Linked DNA regions of Mus musculus: region 2 is linked to region 1. A link is a contact called in public promoter capture Hi-C data. All regions are on one chromosome and are shown on one strand. The core of a region is the stretch at or near the end of the contact, and the rest is flanking DNA. Distances in the headings are between cores, read along the strand shown. Region 1 overlaps Cars (cysteinyl-tRNA synthetase). Region 2 holds the start of Mrgprg (MAS-related GPR, member G).

Region 1 (6,605 bases), core at 2,877-5,376:
AGGGTTTTTCTTTGTGGCCCTGGCTGACCAGGAACTCGTTCTGTAGACCAGACTGGCTTCAAACTCGTAGAGATCCACCTGTCTCTGCCTCCCAAGTGCTGGTATGAAAGGCATGTGCCACAACTCTCCAGCCCAAACATCCATTCTTAAAACAACATAAAAATCCAACAGTGTTTTCGTATTCAGCAAAATCAAGGTCCATCGCGTTGACTTACTAACCCTTTTCTTTCCTTCCTTCTCTTTCAGTAAGGTGTCTCTGTCCACCAACTTCACCACTGTTGGCAGCCCTGAAAGCAGACAGTTGGTGAGACCCAGGGACTATGGACTAGCCTGCCTGCCAGGCTGCCAGGCTGTAACCCTGAGGTGTTAGCTGAGGCCCCAACAGCACTCCCGCACGGGGATCCAGGACATTGCCTTCTGGCTCACACAGACAAAAACCAGCACCAGGAAAAGAAAACTGGTAAAAAGATTATAAAACAGGGCCGGGCTGCAGATCAGGGGTAGAATGCTTGCTTGTGTAGCACTGCTTGAGGCCCTGAGATTCCATCCCAGCACTACAAAAACACAAAACCATGGTAAAATAGGAAGGCCTTGACTATCTGGAATCATTTTAGCAGGTGTGGTGGCTCACACCTGCAAATCCCAGTACTTGGGAGGCTAGGCAGGAGAACTGCCATGTGTTCAAGCCTAGCCTGAGCTACCTAGTAAAATGCTGTCTCAAAAGTCAAGATTAAAAACAGCGCACTGTCCAATGTCCATTGTCTTTTTCCTTCCTTTTTTGGAAGATTTATTTATTTATTTTATGTATGTGAGTACAATGTAGCGGTATAGATGGTTGTGAGCCTTCATGTGGTTGTTGGGAATTGAACTTTTTTAGGACCGCTGCTTACTCCAGTCAACCCCACTCACTCAGTCCCTGCTTGCACTGGCCCAAAGATTTGTTTAGTATTATACATAAGTACACTGTAGCTGTCTTCAGATGCATCAGAAGAGGGCGTCAGATCTCATTACGGGTGGTTGTGAGCCACCATGTGGTTGTTGGGATTTGAACTCAGGACGTTCAGAAGAGCAGACAGGGCTCCTAACCCCAGTGGGAAGGAAATGAGTAGCTTGCTCAAGTCAGCCACTGCTGTCAGTCACCTTCAGACAGGCACAGGTGGTCTTGGACAAGCTTTTTGTTCCTACCCCATGAAATTCTGAATATTAAAGACTTGGAATTTTTTTGTCCTGTGTAGCAAAAGGCTCCAGGAAGTCAGAAAGCTTGCAGTGAGACCAGGGTACATGCAGTTTATCTCCCCAAGAGTGTAAGGAAATCACCTACCTTCATGGTCTTCAAACCGGACCCCAAGCTCAGGCAGGATGTCATCCCGGAGGGCATCACTGAGCTGTAGAACCTCAAGAACTGTGGGCAAGAGAAAGCAGCTCCTTTAGACTGCAGAAGGCCTAGGTCCCAAACCTGTGCTTCCTACAGGGCTGCTGAGTGGGTGCTGGCTGCTGGATATGGAGAGAAGCCAGGGAAGCCAGGAAGCTACCCATGCCACCACTGCCACACAAGTCCAAGGCAGAGCACAGGCTCACAGCCACCCTCGTGGCAAGCACCTAGGGTCCAAGAAGGACAATTGGCTGTTCTAGCACTGCAGACTAGTGGTTGGGAGCCAGGACCTGTCTGATAACATTCTGTGGACTGCCCCTAGAGATGCTGAGCAGGGAGAAGTCAGCTGTCCAGAGCCTGGTACAGACAAACTTTGTACCATAATGACAAGGCTCCATAATACCCAAAGCTATGGTCATTGCCAACCTGGCTCAGCACGGAGGCCATGTCCCTTTAAGCATGTCCCCAGACCAATGATATACTTATTCAGTGACTCTGCCTGAGTCATATTGATGTCCTGAAGAGGTTATCCCTTTCCTAACATTGTCACCTCACACACTTGCCACAGGCCCACCTCAGCAGTCTTGTTCATATGTCTGAGGGCTAAGAACTCCTTGGTTGCTCAGCAAGATGCCCACCTTGCCCCCAATCAGCTCTGAATGCCCCGCTAAATCAGAATATAGTCGGACTGGAGGGTCTCTGGGGTTCAGACTGGGTCTGGTGGCTTGAGTGGTCCCCCAGTTGCTGCCTATCTCACTTGGAGATGTCAGTCTGGTCTGACCACAGGTGTGGATATGGAAGGGTCACTTGGCAGGGAGCTTGGTTAGCTTGGTCAGACCTGGCCTTGTCACCACAAGAAGTGGCTGCCCCAAGGCTGAGCGAGAGCACACAGGAGAGCAGGAGACAGGGATGCTGAACCGAGCCAACAGAGCAGGTAGGAATCAGAGGACTGCGGGTGTGACCAGTCTCTGAAAGCTAGCACATTCCTAACCTCTGAGTCGGTTTCTCTGTTGGTGCTAGTACTTATTATGACCAGCTGTGTTACCCTTCTCTGTGGAGGGTAAAGGGATAGATTCTGGAAAGCTACGCCAGCACCATGGTCCACAGCAGATACAACACAGATTCTCAACTGCTCAGACTGAGACTCCAATTCCCCTTGCATTTAGGAACTAAGAGTCCTAAAGGTTTTGATCATTGATAGTTTTTGGTTTTGTTTTACCCCAGATTTTTTTTTTCTGGACATAAAAGCTCTGCTTTCCCTGAAGGAAACATACCCAAGGGCATCAGGCTAGCTCCTCCATAGCCACAACCTCACAGCACTGCAGGTGTTCGCAGGATCTCCTTAAGAAGCAAACTCTGCTTAGAAATATGGACATCTGCAGTCTGTGGGCTCCCCTCCAAGACAGAGTGCCTCCTGAGGATACCTGTGATAGCAGCAGCTGATTCCCCAGAACCACCTGGCACAAATCATGGTGTCTTTCTCCACACCCTGAGTAATCCTCTCTCTCTCAAATCATACACCTCCTAACTTTGGAGGATGAAGAACTGGTGTGCACAGGCAACCTGGCACCACCATGCACAAAGTAGAGCATGACTCTAGCTCTGGCCCCAGAAGGAGCTTCTCCAAGCACCCTCAGACTTCAGCAGGACAAGCCACTCTCCAGTGTCTCAAGCCTAGGTGACCAGGAACAGAAAGGAGATACAGTGCAAACCAAAGGGCATGCTGGCTGTGCATAGGGCCCTCTCTCTGGCCTCTATCAGAACAAGAGCTGCGCAGACACCTGGCCCTCGGCCCAAGGAAAAGTTCTGCCTGAGATGTGTCAAAAGTAACTCTGACCCAATACAATGCTGCCCTGAAAGTCCTGAGGAATAGGGGAGGTCCAGTTTGGCATGGGGTTTATACGCCTACACACCACTGACAGCCACCACAGGTAACCCAGCAGAAGGTGGGGCGCACAGCATGGGGCCTTACCTTTTTTCTCTCGGGCAATCTTTCGTACTCCCTCTCTGAATTCTGATAACACCTGAAGGTAGGGCATGACTGTTGACTCGAGCTGTTGGAAAGAACGGATTTGAGTCACAAGAGCCATTGCTGTTTTATAACTGAATACCCAACAGTTCAGTGGATATGCCACAGGATACATGCTGCTGGACCCCATGTCCTGAAGCCAACAGGTCCTCTTCATGCCAAGTGGTATGGGAGCAGCATGTGCTGGAGTGCAGCCAGGCCCTATCTCCACCCTTCTTGGACAGCCTGAAGAAGCTAGCCATCACACCGTCAACCTTAGCTCCAAGTACCTAATATAGGTGATGTGGGTCAGGGAGCAAAAGGTACATTTGGGCTTCCAATAGGATACACTTCGGCAGACACTATTCTGTCCGTTGCTGACACGATGTGTTTTCCTCAGAACAGACACAGTTGTCAGAAACTTGTCCATACCACCATTTTCAATGGGCTGTCAGGATGCACTGACTGCTTGTGGTCACATGTGGGCCTGCTAAGTCATCTTATAACTTACATGCACATGAATAGCTGAACAAAGGGTCACCACCTACAATGACACTAAGAATAAAGCCAGGGAACCCAAAACCACACTGGGCAAGACCCAAACAGGAGTCTGAATCTAGAACTATCTTACAGTGTATTTCTCTATCTCCCGGACCGAAAATGTCTGGGACTTCTGAATAGGGTCTTCCTATGTCTCAGTTACACAGTAGCTGGAGAGCCAAGATAAGGAAGTGGGAGAAGCATTGGCTAGAAGATAAGAGACCGATGAAGTCTGAGCTAACTAGGCCTGGCCCTCCTCCAGACAAACTGAAGGGAAACTGTCTCAAAGCAGCAGAGGCTCTGGACTTCCAGAGTGAACTAGATCTTATCTCCAACCCTTATGGACAGCTTAAATAGGCTAGTCACCATACAGCCAACCTTGGCTTCCAGTACTCAAGGAGGCTCCCTGGTAGAGGGCAGAGTCTATCTCCAAGAGTCCTGGGGCTGAAATCCTGCTGCCCAGCTTCTACCTGGGCACAAGAGGTTCAGGCTCAGGTCTGCCTCTCTGGTTCCCACAGAACCTTTTAACTTCAAAGTATGGGAGTCGTGGGATAGAGGATACTTGGCCTCACAGGCTTACCATGTTCATTTGTGGCTGCTTCTTCCTACAAGCCAACTTTAAGGGGTTAATGAACCCATCTGGGGATGCAGGATATGATATATCTTAAGATGCCTCCCCAAGATCAGCATTGCTGAAGACTAAAAGCTACCTTTAAGTTCAAAGGCAAAACAACTTTCACCTATGAGTTCTGTCTTGTTTTTGTGTGTGTGTGTGTGTTTTCAAAAAAAAGAGGGAGTGCTGGAGAGATGGCTCAACACTTGGTGGCTTTGTAGAGGATCCAAATTCAGTTCCTAGCATCTATATCAGGTGACTCACAATCACCTGTAACTCCAGCTCCAGGGAATCTGATACCTTCTTCTGAGGTCACCTGCATTCACTGCAAATACCCCTCCCCCCAGATACACACAATTAAAAATAAAATGTTTAAAAAGAAAGAAAAAAAGAAAGCTGGCAGAGTTTTTGTTAGGAGGACAGAGGAACCTTGTGTGGATTTTTAAAAAGCCCCAGCAGTGATTCCTATCTGGCAAAGTCTAGAAGCCACCACACCAACAGTTCTCACTGACAGTTTCTTCCTTCACTGCGCTGAGCTGGCTTAGACTTGACAGCCCAGTGTGGAGGAGGGGGCCTCTGGGGTTGCTCATCAGTAGGAAGCAGCTCTGAGACAGCTTTGTCTTTCCATTTGTACTGAGCTACTGTTTGCATTAGCACAGCAGACGCTCCATCTAAATATTTATATACACTTTCTTAGTTTCTTAATTAAAGAGTGCTCTCTGCAGAAGAAGGGGGCGGGAATCTTAAACAAGCTTTCCTTATGTAGCACAGGAACATAACTGTCATATGTGTCCATCAGCCCACTAGACCTACAAGTACTGAAGTCAGCTGCGGACCGTGGGTCTGTTCTAACTGGGCTTCTTTGCATGCTTAGACTGGTACACAGATGCTCTATGAGACCACCACTTTCCATTTTCTTGGCACTGGCTGCTAGAACAGGGGCTGAACCTGGCCTGACATGAGGTTCTGCCCAGCTCTGTGGGGAAAAGACAAATAGTGGGAGTTCCCCTAGGATAGCATTGTGGTATGTGAACACATGACCTTTAGGGAAAAAAGTCCACTGATTAGGGTGCCCACACTCCAAATTCTCAGTGAGGTGGTTTGAATAGGAATCACTAACATGGCTTCATTCATGTGTTTGAATGCTTACCCATAGGGAGTGGCACTATTAGGAGATGTGACCTTTGGAGGATGTGTGTCACTGTGGGGGAAGGTTTTGAAATCTCCTATGCTTAACCTATGCCCAGTGTGGCTCACAGTCCCTTCTGCTGTCTGTGGATCAAGATGTAGAGCTTCAGCCCCTTCTCTGCCTGCACACAGCCATGCTTTCCTGAGATGACCATAATGGACAAACCTTTGAAACTGTAAGCCAGCCTCAAATTAAATATTTTCCTTTATATGTTGTCTCTTTACAGAAATAGAAACCCTAACTAAGACACTCAGGTTGAAGTATTTCGAGGAAAAAGAAATTGTGTGTTTGCACTGAACATGTACTGTCATTCCCTAAACCCCACAATGTAACCATCTGCACAACAGTTATAACATGGGGGGGTTATATACAACCTAGAGGTGACTTAAAACTTATAGAGGGGGACTGAGGAGAGAGCTGTTGGTAAAGTGCTACTGGACAAGCATGAGGACCTGAGTTTGATCCCTAACATAAAAAAGCCAGGGTGACAGGACATGCCACTTATGATCCCAGTGCTGGGCAGGGACAGGTATCACTGGCGCTTGATGGCTAGCCAGCCTAGCCTAATTAGAGTCCTAGGTCAATGAGAAATCCACCTTAAAAAACAAAGTAGGAGCCGGGTGTGGTGGCGCACGCCTTTAGTCCCAGCACTCGGGAGGCAGAGGCAGGCGGATTTCTGAGTTCGAGGCCAGCCTAGTCTACAAAGTGAGTTCCAGGACAGCCAGGGCTACACAGAGAAACCCTGTCTCAAAAAAAAAAAAAAAAAACAACAACAACAAAAAAAAAAAACAAAGTAGGAGGCTTCGGAGGCTGACCTCTGACCTCTCTACATACACGCAAGCAGGCATGGAGATGTAAGGAGGAGCTACTGTGAAAGGGCCTA
Region 2 (6,605 bases), core at 1,912-4,411, 200 kb after region 1:
GTCAAGGTGGGGGTCTACAGAAAAAGCTTGAGTGAGCACAGTCCTAGAGGAGCCCAGAGCTGGGGATGGGATGGGATCTGGGTAGGATCCAGGGCCCCCTGCTTGCACTGTGTCGGCCCTTGGGGACACCTGAGAAGCAGAAGTGCCCAGGAAGCAAGAACTTGAGGAAGACTTGGGCACAGGACAGACTAGGTTTATTTAGTGATGAAACAGCTCCACCTTGTGGCTGCTATGAGTAGTAACACCAGGCTGGAGAATTGGGGAGGCGGTCAGCCTCAGTTTCTCCAAAAGCAGAGAATGCTCCCCAGGAGCTGATGCTGTAGTTCTAGTCTTCTGACTCATCTACGGCAGGAGGAAGCTCCTGGTGTACTGGGGTTGAGGGGCAGCTTCCTCAGGTAGGATGCTGTAGGGGCAGAAGGAGGTAGGATCCATGTCCTCATTATAGTTCTGGGATCCTCCTTCACGCACCTGCTTCTCTGTCTGTTCCTGCCCTCCTTGCCGTCTCCTGTGCGTGTTCAATATGCAATCTGGCCCCCATCCCTTCTCTCCTGCATACAAGAGGAAGCCATAAAATTCCCAGGATCAGAGCTTGGCCGTCGCAAAGGTTTGAGCAAGACTGGGACCCCCTGGCAGCTCTGAGGGCAGGGTAGGTGGGCGTATAATGGCCACTCTCTACACTTGGTGCATGGGCAAGGATAGCCCCCCAAGACCTGACTGGGACTCTTCCCCTAGAGCCCTGTTTAGGGCTACCTGCAGTGGGTCCTTCCTGAGCTGCCTGCCCTTCATGTAGTACAAGAGGGGCTTTGCACTGCTGTCAATGCAGGCCAGGAGGGTGGCCAGTGGAAAGAAGAAGGGGAGCAGGAATTTTAAGACTGGCCGCAGGCACCAGTAGACAACCAGGGGTAGGCGACAGAAGAACAGAAGGATCCCAGAGCACTGGGCCAACTTGCAGAACTTGGGGGGTGGCTGTGAAGAGCAGCAGTTCCCAAAGATTAAGAGAAACTTGCTTGCCCCACATGCCATGCCAGACAGTACCGCTAGCCAGGTGACACTGGTCCAATGGTACTTGAGGCAGACCAGCAGACTCATTCCGTTTTTTAGCAGCCCACAGGCGTTGGCTGGCAACAGCACGGCCGGCATGGTCAGGGCCCAGATCACGAGGCAGAGGACAACTGAAGTGAACCTGGGACGGCGGTTGGGGCTGCAAAAGGAGGGGAACATGTAGGCGAGGCAACAGTCCACACTGAAGGCAGCCAGCAGCCAGAGCCCCACGGCAAACCACAGGAAGGTGACTGGGAAGTAGAGTGTGTCCTCATGGCCCGACACGATCGTAGCAATAGAGAAGCCAACTTGGCATGAGAGGAAGAGGAAATCGGCAGCAGCCAGGTGCAGCAGGTAGGTGTTGAAGGGTCCCTTCTTAATGTGCAGACCGAGGTGCCAGAGCAGCAGAGCGTTGCCCACCAGCCCTGCAAGGCTGACAGTGAGGCTGAGGAAGAAGAGCACTTTGTTGAATGTGCCCCAGATGTTGAATATGGAGAACATCCTGGCTGGCTTCCGTGGGTGCTCTGGGAGGCCCCTGCAAAGGGTGACAGTGTTCACTACGAAGCTGCTGTGCCCCGAGTGTGGAAAGCAAGAGCCTGCAGCTTCCAGAGTCCGAGTTGTCTCAAGCCCCTTCCTGGCTGCATGTGATACCAGGTTACCCCCTCACAGCTGCTTTGCTTGGAAGCAGCTCTCTCTGCCCTCATCCTGGTTAGACAACCCATCCTGAATGAGGTGTCCCCATGCAGAGGCCCACCACATTCAGACAAAGGGGCCACAGGTGGAGAGACTCCCCTTTCTTTTTAACTGTAGTACCAATGTGAGAATGCTTTCTCTAAGGCTCTGATCACACCCACCCCAGGGTCTCTGATAGTGCCTGCTCTGACCCAGGACACTCCATTCTGTGCTAGGTGAGGCTTCAGGGGACTTTCCCCACACTGTCCTTTTAGAGCGCGACATTAAAGCCCAGGGTCCTGAGGAACTGTGGCTAACTCTGAAGCTTCATGTCAGAGTCTGGGACTTTGATGATGGGTCTCAGGGCCCCAAATCTTCTTAGGGAGCAAGCAGGAGAGTTTCTGGTACCCTCATGGAGGCGAGTGTTTCAGAGCAGTACCTTTTTCCACAGAGCCCATGATGGACCTTGTCCAAGATCCAGGGTATGAGGACCCAGGCTCTGGGGACAGGGACTGCCAGGGAGGAACAGCAATAGGAAAAGATAGACCAGGGCTGGGGGGTAATGGAGTGGAGAAGAGAGATGGACAGACAGACACAGAGAGAAATAGAGAATAGAGGTAGAGATAAAGAGGAAGGGACAGACATGGGAAAACATAGTCAAAGATGGAAAGAGATGTATATTGTGTACTTTACGTATGACCCTCATTCCTGGTCTGGGCTGTGTCCCCTACCCAGAACCCTAGCTATCTCTGTACTCACTGAGACCCAGCCTCCATCAGACCCTGCTTCCTCTCACAGGGCCAAACCTTCTGCAGTGTCCTGATGAGTATCACCCACCATCTCATCACCAAGCATCCTTCCTAGCACCTGTGGGAGATGGTGATTCAACCTACCAGTTCAGCTGTCAAGGTCAGAGTACAGGTCCTCAGGACCTTGAAATTAAGGACTGAACCTTCACGCATCAGAGTGGTGACAGAGGCAAGACTCTTCCCCTCTGTGAGCCCCCAAGGGTGTAAATCCAGACATCTACTCCTGTGTGGATTCTGGCTGGTGGAGCCAAGGCTAGATCTGAAAGGGGATGCGGTAGGTGGGGTGGGGCATCTTCCTCATCCTTGTTCTCCAATGGACCTGGAGCAATGAGTTTCAAGCCTGAGCCTCAGCTTCCAAGGCTCCCTTAACTGCCTTCCCCATAAGGTCCCTTTTAGAGGACATCCTCAGAGCCACCAGCACCCCCCTGAGAGCCAGGCAGGCAAGTGATGTAGAGGGTAAGAGAAGGGGTGCTTCTTGCTTAGGGAAGCAGGTAGAGGGGCATATTAACCTTCTCACCTGATGACCGCCTGCTGACAGTGGCTGTCTCCAGCTCGCTCAGCCCACACTTGTTGTCTTGATCTCCTCCTGGCCCCTAAATCCCCTTCTGTCCTCTGAGGCTGGCTCCTGCCAGTTCCCTAGAAGTGGGGTGGGTGTGTCACCTTTTCACGGAAATCAAAGGAATGAGCTCAAACAGAGCTGTCAGTGTGGGAGGCTCCTCCTTTTCATCTGGGAGATGAAAACAGAGAGCCTTGCACGCCGCCCATTCTGGAATGGTCCCTGGCCTTAGGTGCTCGGGACCAAAGGAAGAGATGACATCTGTAAAGATGGATCAGTCAGTAAAGTTCTCGCTATGCAGGTATGAGAATTTGAGTTTGGATCCCCTGCACCTTTAATAAAAGTTGGGCATCATGGTGCATGCTTGTGACCCCAGTACTGAGAGATGGAGACCAGAGGACTCATGGGACTTGATATTCAGCTGGCTATGCCAATCACTACATTTGCTGCAAAGTCTTATCTTTAAAAAATAAGGTATTGGGCCAGTGAGAGGGCTCAGTGGGTAAAGGTTCTTGCCACACCCAAGCCTGACAACCTAAGTTCAATTCCAGGGATCCCCATAAAAGAAGAAAATTGATTCCTAAAAGTTTCCCTCTGATCTGGACACATGTGGTGGCACATTTGTGCACACACACAGATAAACTTAAAAACATATTTAAGCCAGAGGTTGTGGCCCACACCTTTAATCCCAGCACTTGGGAGGCAGAGGCAGACAGATTTCTGCAAGTCTGCACAGAGTTTCCAGGTCAACCAGGATGGTATTGTGAGATGTTGTCTCAAAACAACAACAGCATGGACTTTAAAATGTTTTTTAATGTGTAGGGTAATTAAGAAGACACACACTCAGTGCTGATCTTTAGGCAGCACATACACCTGCACAGATGTGCATGCACCTACACACATGTGCACATAAACTCACACAGCAGTTGGAAGGGAATAGGGAGAGTCCAATAGAGCTAGGACTGCACAGTGAGATATTCTGGAGACTCACTGGCAGAGGAAGGTCCTGGGGAGCTGGGCACCCAGACGTTGGGTGGATAAAGACCAAAGCATGCTCTCATGCCTGAAGGTCTCTGGTTTATCTTCAGATTCCATCAAAAGCCAGGCGCACCCTCCAAGTCATCCAGTACGCATGTGCTTTCAAGGCTCTGTGTTATGGTTAGCTAAGTAAATATGCAGGAAAACCCATCTTATGGTGACTCAGACAGCTGTGGCTCAAGATGGCTGCCATCATGTCAAGCCAGATCCATACTCTGTCCTCTGTGGGATGCACCCTTACAACACACACAAGCACTGTGCAGCCCCAAATCTCCCCAACTTTTCATTGTTCTGGTAGGCCTTTGTTGTTGTTCTTCTTCAGGGCTTTGCCCTCAAGGATTAATATAATTGTCATAGTGTGCCGGTACTGTGAGGTGATCTAGAGGAGTCCACAGCAGCTGGAGAGTCTGTGCACCACCGAAGCAGGCAGCAGGGAGACAACCAAGCACTTGGCACCTCTCCTGTGACAGTGTAGGATTGGACAGGACTTTGATATTGGTTTTCGAATGTGACACAGAATTGACGTTCTGATCTGATAAGATATGGCCTGTGGTCTGTCTCTAACAGCTGCTGTGTGAATATGACCAAAAGTACATGTGTGATTTAACACCTCAAGCCCTGGGCTAGACAGATGGCTCAGGAGCCGAAGGTCTCCCTGCTCTTCTGGAAGACCTGAGTTTAGCTCCTAGCACTGAGGTTTCGTGATTGAACCAACTAAAGGGAGAACAGACTCGTCCTGGGTGTCAGAATGGGGACAACCTTCCCCTGTCCCCATGTAAACCCCAGTGTGTCCTATCCCTAGTGTGCTGAGGTCACCAGGCTACCTGTTTGTTCTGTGAGACCATTAGTTCCTGTTTGGTGTAAGTGGCAAACTGCTAAGCCTCTGAGACCACCCAGGAGGTCCCCAGAGAAGCTAAGGTCAGTGTCCTCGTGTGATTAAGCCTGGACCCCTCCCCCCTCTGACCCCATCACAGTGCTGCCTGTTGACTGGGACCTTATACCTGGAATCATCCCTGAGTCATGTGGCCCAAATGTCTCAATTTCTCCCCCTCCCCAATTTTAAATTACAGTTGTGTGTGTGTGTGTGTGTGTGTGTGTGTGTGTGTGTGTGCACTGAGGTCAGAAGCTCACTTGTGGGAGTCAGTTCTCTCCTTCCACCATATTGGTTCTAGAAATTGGACTCAGGTTGTCAGCCTTGGTGGCAATACCCACTGAACCGCGTTGCCGACTCCTGTTGAACAGCACTACCTTCCCGTCCTTTGAGCCAAACCGCTGCCATCTTTATGAGTGCAGCTGTATCTGTTTGAAGAAGATCACTCCAGATGGACTTGTTAATTTAGAAGTTCCCTCATAGAAAGAAAAACGGGGGAGGGTCATGGGAACCTTACCTATGTATACGGCCACCTCACCCTCAGCAATTTGTATACATTTCTGCGCAGAGTACAAGCTGTGGGGAGGGCGTGCTGGGTGTAGAACTTCCAGCCTGGCCTATGCATAAGCCAAATAAACTCCTTGGCTCCCCAGGGGCAGATGCTTCTTAGATCCCTCAGCAAGCAGAAAATCTTGGAGACTGCCCCCAAACCTTTCCAACTCCTCCACTGACCCAGTTGGTCCTGGTGGGGTTTCTGTTGTTACTGTTGTCCTTTGGTTGGTTTGTTTATTTTGGTTCAGTATAAATCATGTGACTTGTTACACAGTGTCCTAGGCGAGTGGTGATCTGTGGCTGGCCTTGTCATTGCCATTGAGTAATACTGTGGGAAGAGTAAACAAAATGTACAATTTTTTTTTCTATCCAAGGATTACATGAGACCACATTTCCCTTAAAAATTTGTAAAGAAATCACATGGCAGAAGTTGAGACTCCTGCAGGCTCAGCACTTTTGAACTCAAGGTTGTACTCTGCTCAAAACCTCAGGAGTAAAAACACAGGGGACCCAACTGGGCATGCGTGTTCCCTTCAGCAGGAGTAAAGCTTTTGTCTTGCAAATGCTTTGAATTGGATCATGTGGCAATTCCTTCGGACCCTGGACCTATTTCTAACAATATTGATGTTAGATTTCTGAGGCAGCTTAAGAAGATGGCAGGGGTGGGGGAAGTGAAGAAAAGAGACCAGTTAGTCTCAACAGAGAGGAGTGTTTATTTCAAACATCAAGGCAAATACGATGGGAAAGGGGTGTCTGCCAAACAGGAAGAGGGTACTTGGGGTTTATATAGGAGGTTTGGGGAATGCACCTGCTGGGGCTACCTGCAAGCCTGCAGTCTCTCTCTCCTGGACTTGTTTGTTCAAGATAAGGTCGTTTGTCTTTAGAAACTGCCTTGTCCTGGCTATGGGGATGAGGGTCATAGAGAGTAACTGAGTTTGGCAATGGCAGTGAAGGGGAAGGAGTTGGAGTTTCAATACAGGGCCTTGGTCAGGGTCTGGAAGAGTTTGTTTGAGGTTTGTTCCAACATACCCCAACTCTTAAGAGATAAGGAATGGGTCAGAGAGGA

What was found. Promoter capture Hi-C pulls out the DNA fragments that hold promoters and counts their contacts.
Region 2: a promoter capture Hi-C map of the HPC-7 cell line shows a contact between it and region 1. The contact joins the promoter of Mrgprg here to the enhancer-like site in region 1. A contact is called at or near these places in 24 of 39 promoter capture datasets (the 3T3-L1 cell line, 3T3-L1-derived adipocytes, the C10 cell line and 15 more), 1 of 15 datasets of contacts at CTCF or cohesin (large pre-B cells), 11 of 484 Hi-C or Micro-C datasets (CD8 T cells, bone marrow-derived macrophages, embryonic fibroblasts and 6 more), 9 of 115 datasets of contacts at active chromatin or transcription factors (the 230-238 cell line, the SCID.adh cell line, bone marrow-derived macrophages and 6 more) and 5 of 9 other capture datasets (adipose tissue, embryonic stem cells, liver and 2 more).

The regions. Positions count from the first base shown.
Region 1 is chr7:143,561,640-143,568,244 of GRCm38.p6, forward strand. Cars (cysteinyl-tRNA synthetase) reads right to left here. Exons shown (of 23, transcript NM_013742.5): 18 at 3,345-3,426; 19 at 1,322-1,402; 20 at 220-287. Among named protein-coding and RNA genes, the nearest start is that of Mir7064, 5.8 kb to the right of the region's middle. Within about 2 kb of position 4,127, at least 32 of the 459 cell types and tissues checked have an H3K27ac peak or open chromatin away from gene starts, as enhancers often do. A contact at or near this core is called in the HPC-7 cell line, embryonic fibroblasts, hematopoietic stem and progenitor cells and 1 more, where this site is marked.
Region 2 is chr7:143,763,832-143,770,436 of GRCm38.p6, forward strand. It overlaps Mrgprg (MAS-related GPR, member G), which reads right to left and starts at 3,162. Exons shown (of 2, transcript NM_203492.2): 1 at 3,040-3,162; 2 at 1-1,576. The coding sequence starts at 1,542. The coding sequence ends at 673.